2 separate regions of the Mus musculus genome follow, and region 1 is linked to region 2. A link is a contact called in public HiChIP or PLAC-seq data. All regions are on one chromosome and are shown on one strand. Each heading gives the region's core, a stretch centred on a gene start, on an enhancer-like site or on the middle of the called end of the contact. The rest is flanking DNA. Distances are from core to core; before and after follow the strand shown. Region 1 overlaps Adamts16 (a disintegrin-like and metallopeptidase (reprolysin type) with thrombospondin type 1 motif, 16). Region 2 overlaps Gm36607 (a long non-coding RNA gene).

The links. HiChIP or PLAC-seq counts read pairs in DNA pulled down with a chosen protein or histone mark.
Region 1: an H3K27ac HiChIP or PLAC-seq map of the NIH/3T3 cell line shows a contact between it and region 2, with 2.7 times the contacts expected there. The contact joins two enhancer-like sites. A contact is called at or near these places in 1 of 39 promoter capture datasets (the 3T3-L1 cell line), 1 of 15 datasets of contacts at CTCF or cohesin (the NIH/3T3 cell line), 9 of 484 Hi-C or Micro-C datasets (the 3T3-L1 cell line, the AML12 cell line, cortical neurons and 3 more) and 2 of 115 datasets of contacts at active chromatin or transcription factors (the NIH/3T3 cell line and embryonic fibroblasts).

The regions. Positions count from the first base shown.
Region 1 is chr13:70,780,936-70,785,379 of GRCm38.p6, reverse strand. All of the region lies in intron 9 of Adamts16 (a disintegrin-like and metallopeptidase (reprolysin type) with thrombospondin type 1 motif, 16), which reads left to right. Among named protein-coding and RNA genes, the nearest start is that of Gm36529, 57 kb to the left of the region's middle. Within about 2 kb of position 1,284, at least 11 of the 459 cell types and tissues checked have an H3K27ac peak or open chromatin away from gene starts, as enhancers often do. A contact at or near this core is called in the NIH/3T3 cell line, where this site is marked.
Region 2 is chr13:70,711,803-70,716,054 of GRCm38.p6, reverse strand. Gm36607 (a long non-coding RNA gene) reads right to left here. Exons shown (of 5, transcript XR_382639.3): 4 at 4,245-4,252. Among named protein-coding and RNA genes, the nearest start is that of Gm36607, 7.8 kb to the right of the region's middle. Within about 2 kb of position 2,529, at least 55 of the 459 cell types and tissues checked have an H3K27ac peak or open chromatin away from gene starts, as enhancers often do. A contact at or near this core is called in the NIH/3T3 cell line, where this site is marked.

The DNA.
Region 1 (4,444 bases), core at 35-2,534, 71 kb before region 2:
GGTTGTTCCCTAAGGGCTTAGAGGGGCTGATTTGATATCCCACTTAGAGCCGAGCACTCACAGCCACTTACATTTGGACTTTGACCAGTTATAACACCCAAGGTAGCTGCTGCCACTTGAAACAGGCTGCTCTGAGCAGTGGAGAGCAGCACTGATTGGCCTTGTGGTTGGCCCTCATTTGGACTTTCCTGTCCTGGTTCCCTCCACTGGGAGTTTTCTGTGATTCCCACAACATGCTAGGGGTGGATGGAGTGTCTTTAGTTCTTTCTTTTTCCAGTGTGAGTGAAACTTTCAGTAGTGAGGAAGAGTTTGCCCTTTTAGAGTGGCTCTGCTCTTACTTGTATTAGCAGGGAAGATTTGGATTGACTCAACATATTTTCCAAATTTTCTGGTTCTTGTCCCACATTTTACAAAGCTCTCTTTCACTTCTATGTCTATGAGACAAGCACATCAACGTTTTTAGACGTTTAAATTATCATCTGACAGCTTGGAAAATTAGAGAATGAAAATTTGGATATCATGAAAGAGGCCAAAGGAAGGTAATGAAGACTCATGGTAAAGAAACTGCTGCCCGGTTGCGGTAATCTTCAAATCAGAACGTTGTTCTCAAAACTATTAAGATTCTATAATTAAAATCCAGTTTTGTTCACCAATACTGAAAGAGGAAAAGTAGATGTTGAAGCACCCTGGTTTTGCTTTCTGGTAATCAATAAAATAGCCAACGATTTTTTTAAATGAAACTATCTTCAGCGACTTTACTAATTTCCATAGACTGTTTTTACTTATAAATAAATGTTATAATATTTACGCTGTAACTTCTTAATATCAAACTGTACAGAGTTTCATTTAAACTGAAAACAGAATTTCATATTAAACAGTCTCACATGCGTGAAACCTAGCATTTTCGGCAGTAAGGAACCCCAGGCTGCCTGCCTGCCTGTCTGGCGAGCTTGCTGGCTCCCTGATCTCCAATCATCCAAATAGCATTATATCTTTCACCATTAGGTGGCCACTGGGACACAGTCCCAGCCATGAGTAAGATGCTGTTGCTGTCCTCCAGCAGCCCAGCATGTGGGAAATGGAAAAACATGTACTAAAGGAGCTTGAAGGTCCTGGGGTGGCCAGCACTGCTTTTCTGTTTTCGGTGGAGTCGAGAAAGACAGATACTTGTTTGGAAAATCTGCCCAGTGAAGTCATGTGTCACTTCCCATTAATAAACACAGAGCTCTTCAGTTACTCATGTCTAAATCAGGTCCATGACCCAGGGAGACTCTGGCCTGCCATCCAGTTACTCATGTCTACATCCAGAAGTCAGTGACGGGGAGACTCTCCCCTGCCATGATGCATTTCACAACACGGACTCGTCGTCTTCAGTTTATTATTTTCTCTATTTACAATCCTGTCCTATAGAGCAGAGCCCATGGCAGCCCTCTCACCAGTGTGGGTCTGTGAGTTTAGCGCATTATGCATGGGACAGGAACCACTTTGAGGGACTGTAGATGCAAGAGAGAGTAGGCTCCCCTGTCATGGTGAGTGCTGTTTGGTGGGTGAGAGAATGGGATTCCCACTGAGACATCATTGGGATGATTTCCTTTTTTATTATATCCAGATGCTGTCCAGCATTCATATTAGGAATGCCAGCCATGCCTGTCGCTCATGTTGAAGATACAAAACGAGACAACAAGTCTACCACGTAGGGACAGGAAGATAGAGGATGAGTTAGCATTAGCGGGTAGAGCCGCATTTATCTAAACTCACCTCTTGAAAGCATCTGAGTTAGCATATTTATGTTTTCTGAGACCTCCCACTTTCTTTCTTGGAATAAGGTGCTATGACTAAGCTGAACAATACCAAGTTCTTTATGGTATATGATGCAGTCATTGGAATGGTGAAGGGTTCTGAGATACCCTCAACCTGTCTCTGGCCCCAACAATTGTTTTCAGGTTATTTCTGTTCTTGTGTAGCACACAGACAGTGACGATGTGACTCACTGGGTTTTCTATGGTGGCCAAAGCCTGGAACTTCTCTCAGGTGAGGCTACAGAGCCTCGATATAGACACCTCAGTCTTCCCTAGCCAATACCTCACCAGCAATGGTGTCTCTTAACGCAGAGCTCTGAGGGTTACTTTTTCCTCTTCTTTCCAACTTGTGAAATGACTCATGAGAAACATGTATTAGAGATTTGTCGTAGTTAAGTAGACACTGATTTAGTGCCTTCATTTTTATTGTATGAACGTATAACGTCTAAAAGTAATTTAAAAAATTGGACCATTTTACGTGACAGCCAAAGTTATTTTGCATTGAGTTTTGTGAAATGTTTTAAAAGTTAGCTAACAGTGTAGGACTGATATATCTCTCGAGCCTCTATTCTGTCTCACCTGTACATCTGAGCTTCTGTGAAGATGACAGGAGTTTAACCACCATAAGCTTATAGCAAATATTATACCAGAAAATGTATTGAGAATATCGATGTGATTTTATATGTGGATATCTGGTTACTCAAGCTTCATTTGTTTTTTTTTTTCAATTTTTTATTACATATTTTCTTCGTTTACATTTCAAATGCTATCCCAAAAGTTCCCTATACCCTCCCCCTCCACCTGCTTCCCTACCCACTCACTCCCACTTCTTGGCCCTGGCGTTCCCCTGTACTGGGGCATATAAAATTTGCAAGACTAACAATCTAGGCCATCTTCTGCTACATATGCAGCTAGAGACACGAGCTCTGGGGGTACTGGTTAGTTCATATTGTTGTTCCACCTATAGGGTTGCACCTATAGGGTTGCAGACCCCTTCAGCTCAAGCTTCACTTGTTAAGGGTTAGTTCAGCACATCTATATGGGACTCTTTCTGTGCTGGACTGTTTTGCCCCACTGATGGAGTTATCTGTTCTTTTGGCACTACAACCTTTTGATGATTATTGTGAGTTTCCACAAAGTCTTAAAATTGGGAGGTATGATCCTTCAGCTTTGTTCTTATCCTTAAATTCTGTGCACATTATTGTGGATCTCTTTAGTCTTCACACAAATTCGAGAGCCAGCGTTCATAGCCATAGAATGACATGTTTGAATTTTTACTGTAATTACAGATCAGGACAAGGACGGACACCATCCCCATGCCACTGGTTCTGCTTCCTCTTTCAGGGCATCAAGTGTTCCCCATTCACTCAGTTCTCTGGTTCCTTTCAACAGTTTAGGGCATATCAAGTTAAAGTTATTACACATCTTTGTCTGGATTCATACTCCTGATCTGTTTTTGAAGCCTCAATATAAGCTACACTATACTTGTAATTTGTGTCTGCTTTTCCTTGCTGGTTCATATAAAGCAATCGGTTTTGTATAGTAGCCTTTCATGTTGCAGCTTTCCTATGTACAGCCTATTATTTCCAGGAAGTGTCCTTGGTGCTTCCAGAGTTTCTCCATAGACAGTCATCTGCACACACAGACATTCTCCTCTCCTGTCATCTGAAGACAGTTTCTTTGGCTGCTTCCATGACTGACTTGGCTAGAACGTCTACTACAGAGTTGTAAATGATCAATGCGACTGGTCTTAATGGGAAAGTTTCATCTTTTGCAAGACTGATTATGAATTTAGCCTTTCAAGATGTTCTCTATTAAGTTGAAGGGATTTTCTTCTTGTTGTTGTTTGCTAGGAATGGGTGTTGGAGTTTACTGTGTTTTGCTTGCAGCTGTTGATAAGCTTATGTAATATTGACCAAGTGGATTGTGCCAACCATCTTTAATTTTTTTAATTTATTTTATGTGAATGGATGTTTTGCCTGCATGTGAGTGTCTATACCATATGAATGCCCAGTACCCATAGAAGCCAAAAGAAAAAAAATTAGAACGCTTGGGACTGGAGTTACAGATAGTTGTTAACATGGACGCTGGAAACCAAACCCAGATCCTCTTAAGGACTGAGCCATCTTTCCAGCATGCCCTCTGACTGACTTTGAATGTTGAACTGACTAGGACAGCGCCCACATGTCTGTGCTAGAGCCTATATTTTTGAAACTATGATTAATATTACTTGGTTGTAATACATAATTTATTTTGTATAATTATGGATTTTTCACTAATTTTTTAAAAGACTTTTGCAATGATCTTTATGAGAGATTTTGGTCTGTAACTTCCTCTAGTAAGTCCCTCTGGATTTGGTTTTGGGTAATGCTGACCTCAGACTTGGTTTTATCCCCATCTTCTCAAAAGATGGCAGAGAACCATTATGTCTTACCCCACTATGTTTGGAGGAATCTTTAGGACCATGCACCACTTTTGATTCAGGTCAGTGATCTACAAGGTGTGGGATCTCAAAGTAACGTCATGGAAAGCACAGCCCAAGATCTCCTAGTCAGTTTAGATAACACTTAAAGCTTGTAGAATCCAGTCTGTCATAATTACAACATTTGGGTTTAGCAAGACGTTTAGTGAGATGTGGGCCGTGA
Region 2 (4,252 bases), core at 1,280-3,779:
TTGCTAGGACACAGCCTTCTGCCACTTAGGGGCAATTAACTGCCACTTAAAAATAAAAAGTAAAAACAATGTAAAACAACAACAAAATACCTCAGGCACATACCTCAGGTTCCCTGGAGTCTCCCCCTCCTTTCCTATCTTCAGATAAAGATACACATCATCACTACAGTGACTTTTCTTTGCCACCCTCAACCATGGCATCCTGCTAGCCAAGGGAGTGCTGACTGAACAGTGGGCATAATGGGAGACAGTGACTGTGCATGCTTCCTACATACAGCAATGGACAAGCAAGCCCCTGCCCCTGGGATTGCGAATAACTCCTCCCCATGGGCCACACACTCTGAAGAGACAAAAGACACTCTTTCTGGATGTCCTCGGGTCACAAGCAAGGGCGTATTACTTTGGGCTCTTCAGTTCTCCAAGAATCAAGCCATGAAACTTGTAGTTCTAGGGTCACAAAATCCATGAAGCTTTTCGTTCCCAAAGCCTCTTTGGAGCCTCATCCGATTCCCCCTTTCTCTATTTTTCTCCCTTTTATCCTTTATGACCACAGCAAAGCCCTTGAGAGGGTAAACCTTCAAATGCCTCATAACTGTGTGCTTGGGCAGTTCTAGCCTCAGAGTCATGAAGACTCTCAAACTTCTCAGACCCCAGAACAGTGACACCAACACTGTGATTTGTTCATTTCTCAGTCTAAGGTAGAAGAGATATCTCTGTCACAGTGATCCAGCAAATGTCTTCAACTTTATGGTGATGCAAAACTATCCCCGAGCACTTGCACTGGTTTCCGTTTTGCTATGGCACTGAGTAAGTTACATGAACCACACAGCACATCATCATGATGTGCGCAATGCAGGCTTCATGCTACATGACTAGCTCTACCTGTGGGCTAAACTACGTGCTCAGAATACATATGATATGGCCTAGCTTAAGCATGACGTTCATGTGACTAGATGCATGAAGTGTGCTTTTAGTTTAATGATATTGCCAACTTAATGCACTTACTGTGCCCTACCGACATCCTGAGCCAAAATATAATGTAATGGCTCCCAAAGATGAAGACCAGGCCTACTATCCAGAAATGTATAAAAAACTTTTAAAATAACAATATAAGGGCAAATAGGTCAAATTGGGAAAAAAAGCTATACATGGAAAGAAAAATCTAAAGTGTTTTTCTAAAGACCTACAAATGGTCAACAACAAGATAACAAGCTGGCAAATATTAGTAACCATCAGGGAACCACAGTGAGTCGGCACTTCACACCCACGAGCAGAGCTACAATAACAAGTTCATTATAAAGTCTTTAAGTGCCAAGTATTAAGAATGCAAAATGCTGTAGCCCCTCTGGAAATCAATTGGCAGACCTTCAAAAATTGCAACAGATTTATCACATGACACAGCAGTAGAACAAAGTTCTATGTATAAGCTCAAGGAAATTGAAAACACATTCACTGAAAAACCTTATGAATATTCATAACAACATTGTGCATAACGACCTAGCCTGGATGGAAGGAAGGCTCAGCCACATACATGATTTCATGAGGATGAGTCTTTAGTCAGCTCATGAATTATCCATTGTGACTTTTGCCTCTTATGAATCAAAGAGAGCCTGCTTCATCAGCAGACAGACAGGCTGTAATCGTCGTTCCCCCCCTTCAGGATCTTGGGCCCCCAGTCAGAGCTGCACAGGTGCAACTGCAGTGTGATGACTGGGAAGGTACAGAGCAGAACTGCGCAAGCACAGTGGTGGCTGGGAAGATGCATAGCACACCGCCCTTGTACCTCTGCAGTCAACGGATCTCAGTAACCATAGCAATGCTAACGGAGTTAAGAACAGTGCCCACTCATCTTCCTTCTTAGATGCAACAGACTTGGATTCTGGAAGGAACAAGTCTAAATGTCCCCTGGGGTTTCTATGGAAGGGAAGGGAGATTCTGTAGTCAGTTCTCAGGGTCAACTCTAGAGCTCACAAGCAAAGCTACCATCATGTTTCCCTTTAATCAAAAACACCATTAAACCCTGTCTGAAGAAAAGCCCTTTTGGTGTTGATTGCTGTATTTCATGGTGAGACATAAATTGCTCTCAGTGTCCAACTTTACAAAGCAATTATCAATTGGTCTCTTTGAGTTGTATCACTAGGGCTTGTAGTAAAGCCCAAAGAGCTCGGTGTCTTCATTTTGGCATTTCCTCTCCCTGAGAAGGGTCTAAGGTCAGAAGAGAACTGAGTGGGTCTCCAGAGAACCAAGTCCTTGATAAGGTAGGAAGATAGAGGCAGGAGTGAATCTCAAATCTACACAACTGAGGCCAGCAATTCATCCACCAACCCACGCAGGTTAAGTTTGCTGTGATGGGGTAGCAAGACTACTATTAGCAACAAGGGAATTCGGACAGATGAAGCTAAACATTAGCATAGTTTCCCAGCCTGCCCACTCACACCCTGAGTTCCGTCCCACCAGGCCCTGCTCCAGCCACCTTCATTGGTGGGATCTTATATGCATTTGTTTCCTGTTAACATGACTCATCTCAAAATTACTCTGCCTTCACACGGCATGGGACCTTTCACATTCCCAGAAGGCTACAGCTCACCCTTTCCTGACTTCTCCTCATAGTGGATTCTGATTGGTTTATCTCTAAGTGTATGTAAATCAGTCACAGATGGATCCTTATAGCTTTGTTCTCTGTCTCTCTGCCATCTTTCCTGCAATGTGTGTGGGTTCTTAGCGACTAGAACTGAATGGCTTAGGAGAGAAGGGACAGAAACAAATGACCTTTGATTCATGAGTACTACCCATGTATCCAGCCCCTAAAACTGATGAGGAATTTATTTTGAGAAAAAATAATAATCTAAAAACAAGCAACATTAAGGATTGATGGGCTGAGGATGGAGAGATAGTTCTGTGGTTAAGAGCACTGATTGCTCTTCTAAAGACATGGAGCTCAATTCCCAGCCTCCAAGAGGAGGCTATGATTTGTAACTCCAGTTCTAGGTATCTGATTCTCTCTTGGGGCCTCCACAGGCACTGCATGCAGGTAGTACACAGACTTGCAAGCAAACACTCAAAGAGTTAAAAAAAGAAAGAAAGAAAAAAAAAGGAAGGAAAGAGGGAGGGAGGGAGGGAAGAAGGAAGGAAGGAAGAAGGAAGGGAGAGAGGGAGGGAGGAAGAAAGAAAGAAAGAAAGAAAGAAAGAAAGAAAGAAAGAAAGAAAGAAAGAAAGAAAGAAAGAAAGAAGGAAGGAAGGAAGAAAGGAAAAGAGAGGTGGGGACGGAGAAAGGAAGGAATGAAGAGAGGAGAGGCGATGAAGGAAAGGGATATCTGGTGGGAGGAAAGGAAGGAAAAGAGGCAGGGAAGGGGGAGGGAGGGAGGGAGGGAGGAAGGAAGGAAGGAAGGAAGGAAGGAAGGAAGGAAGGAAGGAAGGAAGGAAGGAAGGAAGGAAAGAAGATGGGACAAAAGTCAGTCTGTGCCTCCTAGTGTCCCACAGAGGAAGGGGTCAGACTACACCAACACCATCCTGGGTACTCAGGACTAGAGACAGCCCCTGTGACAGAGCCACTGAAGGGATGATCAATGTCCCTGGGGAGAGCTGTTAGGGAGGAGAAAACATTCTTGCTTTCTGCCTCTTGACTCTTTACTAACTGCAGAGTCTGCCCCTCACAGGACTGCTCAACTAGAGAGTAAAGGGCTTTCCTGGGATGAAGCCACCATCTTTAGCTCCCATACTAAGCCAGCATCTGTCCTGTCATCTACTACAGATGACCCCTTGGAGCCCAGAGTCCCCAAACCAACCACAACATGGCCTTTTGTCACCTGCCTATCTGACACAAATGCAGCAAGGGCTCTCCCATTCCTCCTCCTTCCTGCCTCCTGGCCCCACAAGTGTCTCTGTGTGTCGTCCTTGTGGCCTGGTATGCAATCCCTCTTCTTGAGGGACCTAAGCAATATAAGTATTCCCACGACATTTTCTGTGTCTTATCCTCCCGTGTGAATACTCAGTTGCCTCCATGAGTCAGAACTCTTGCTATCTTCTCCCTCTGCCCCTGCAACACTCTTGATGTTGACTAAGCCACAGGAAAAGTAACCCCCACTTGGGGCCGAGGCTGGAGCTGCTTAGCTCTCTTGGCTCTGGGCTATCGCTCCCACCCGCACCCCTTCTGCACCCAGGTGTGATGCCCTTCCTTACTGGACTGTTTCTTCATTAAACTACTAAGAAGTCCCAGAGTAACAGACTGTACCATGCGTACCTACCTGCACCC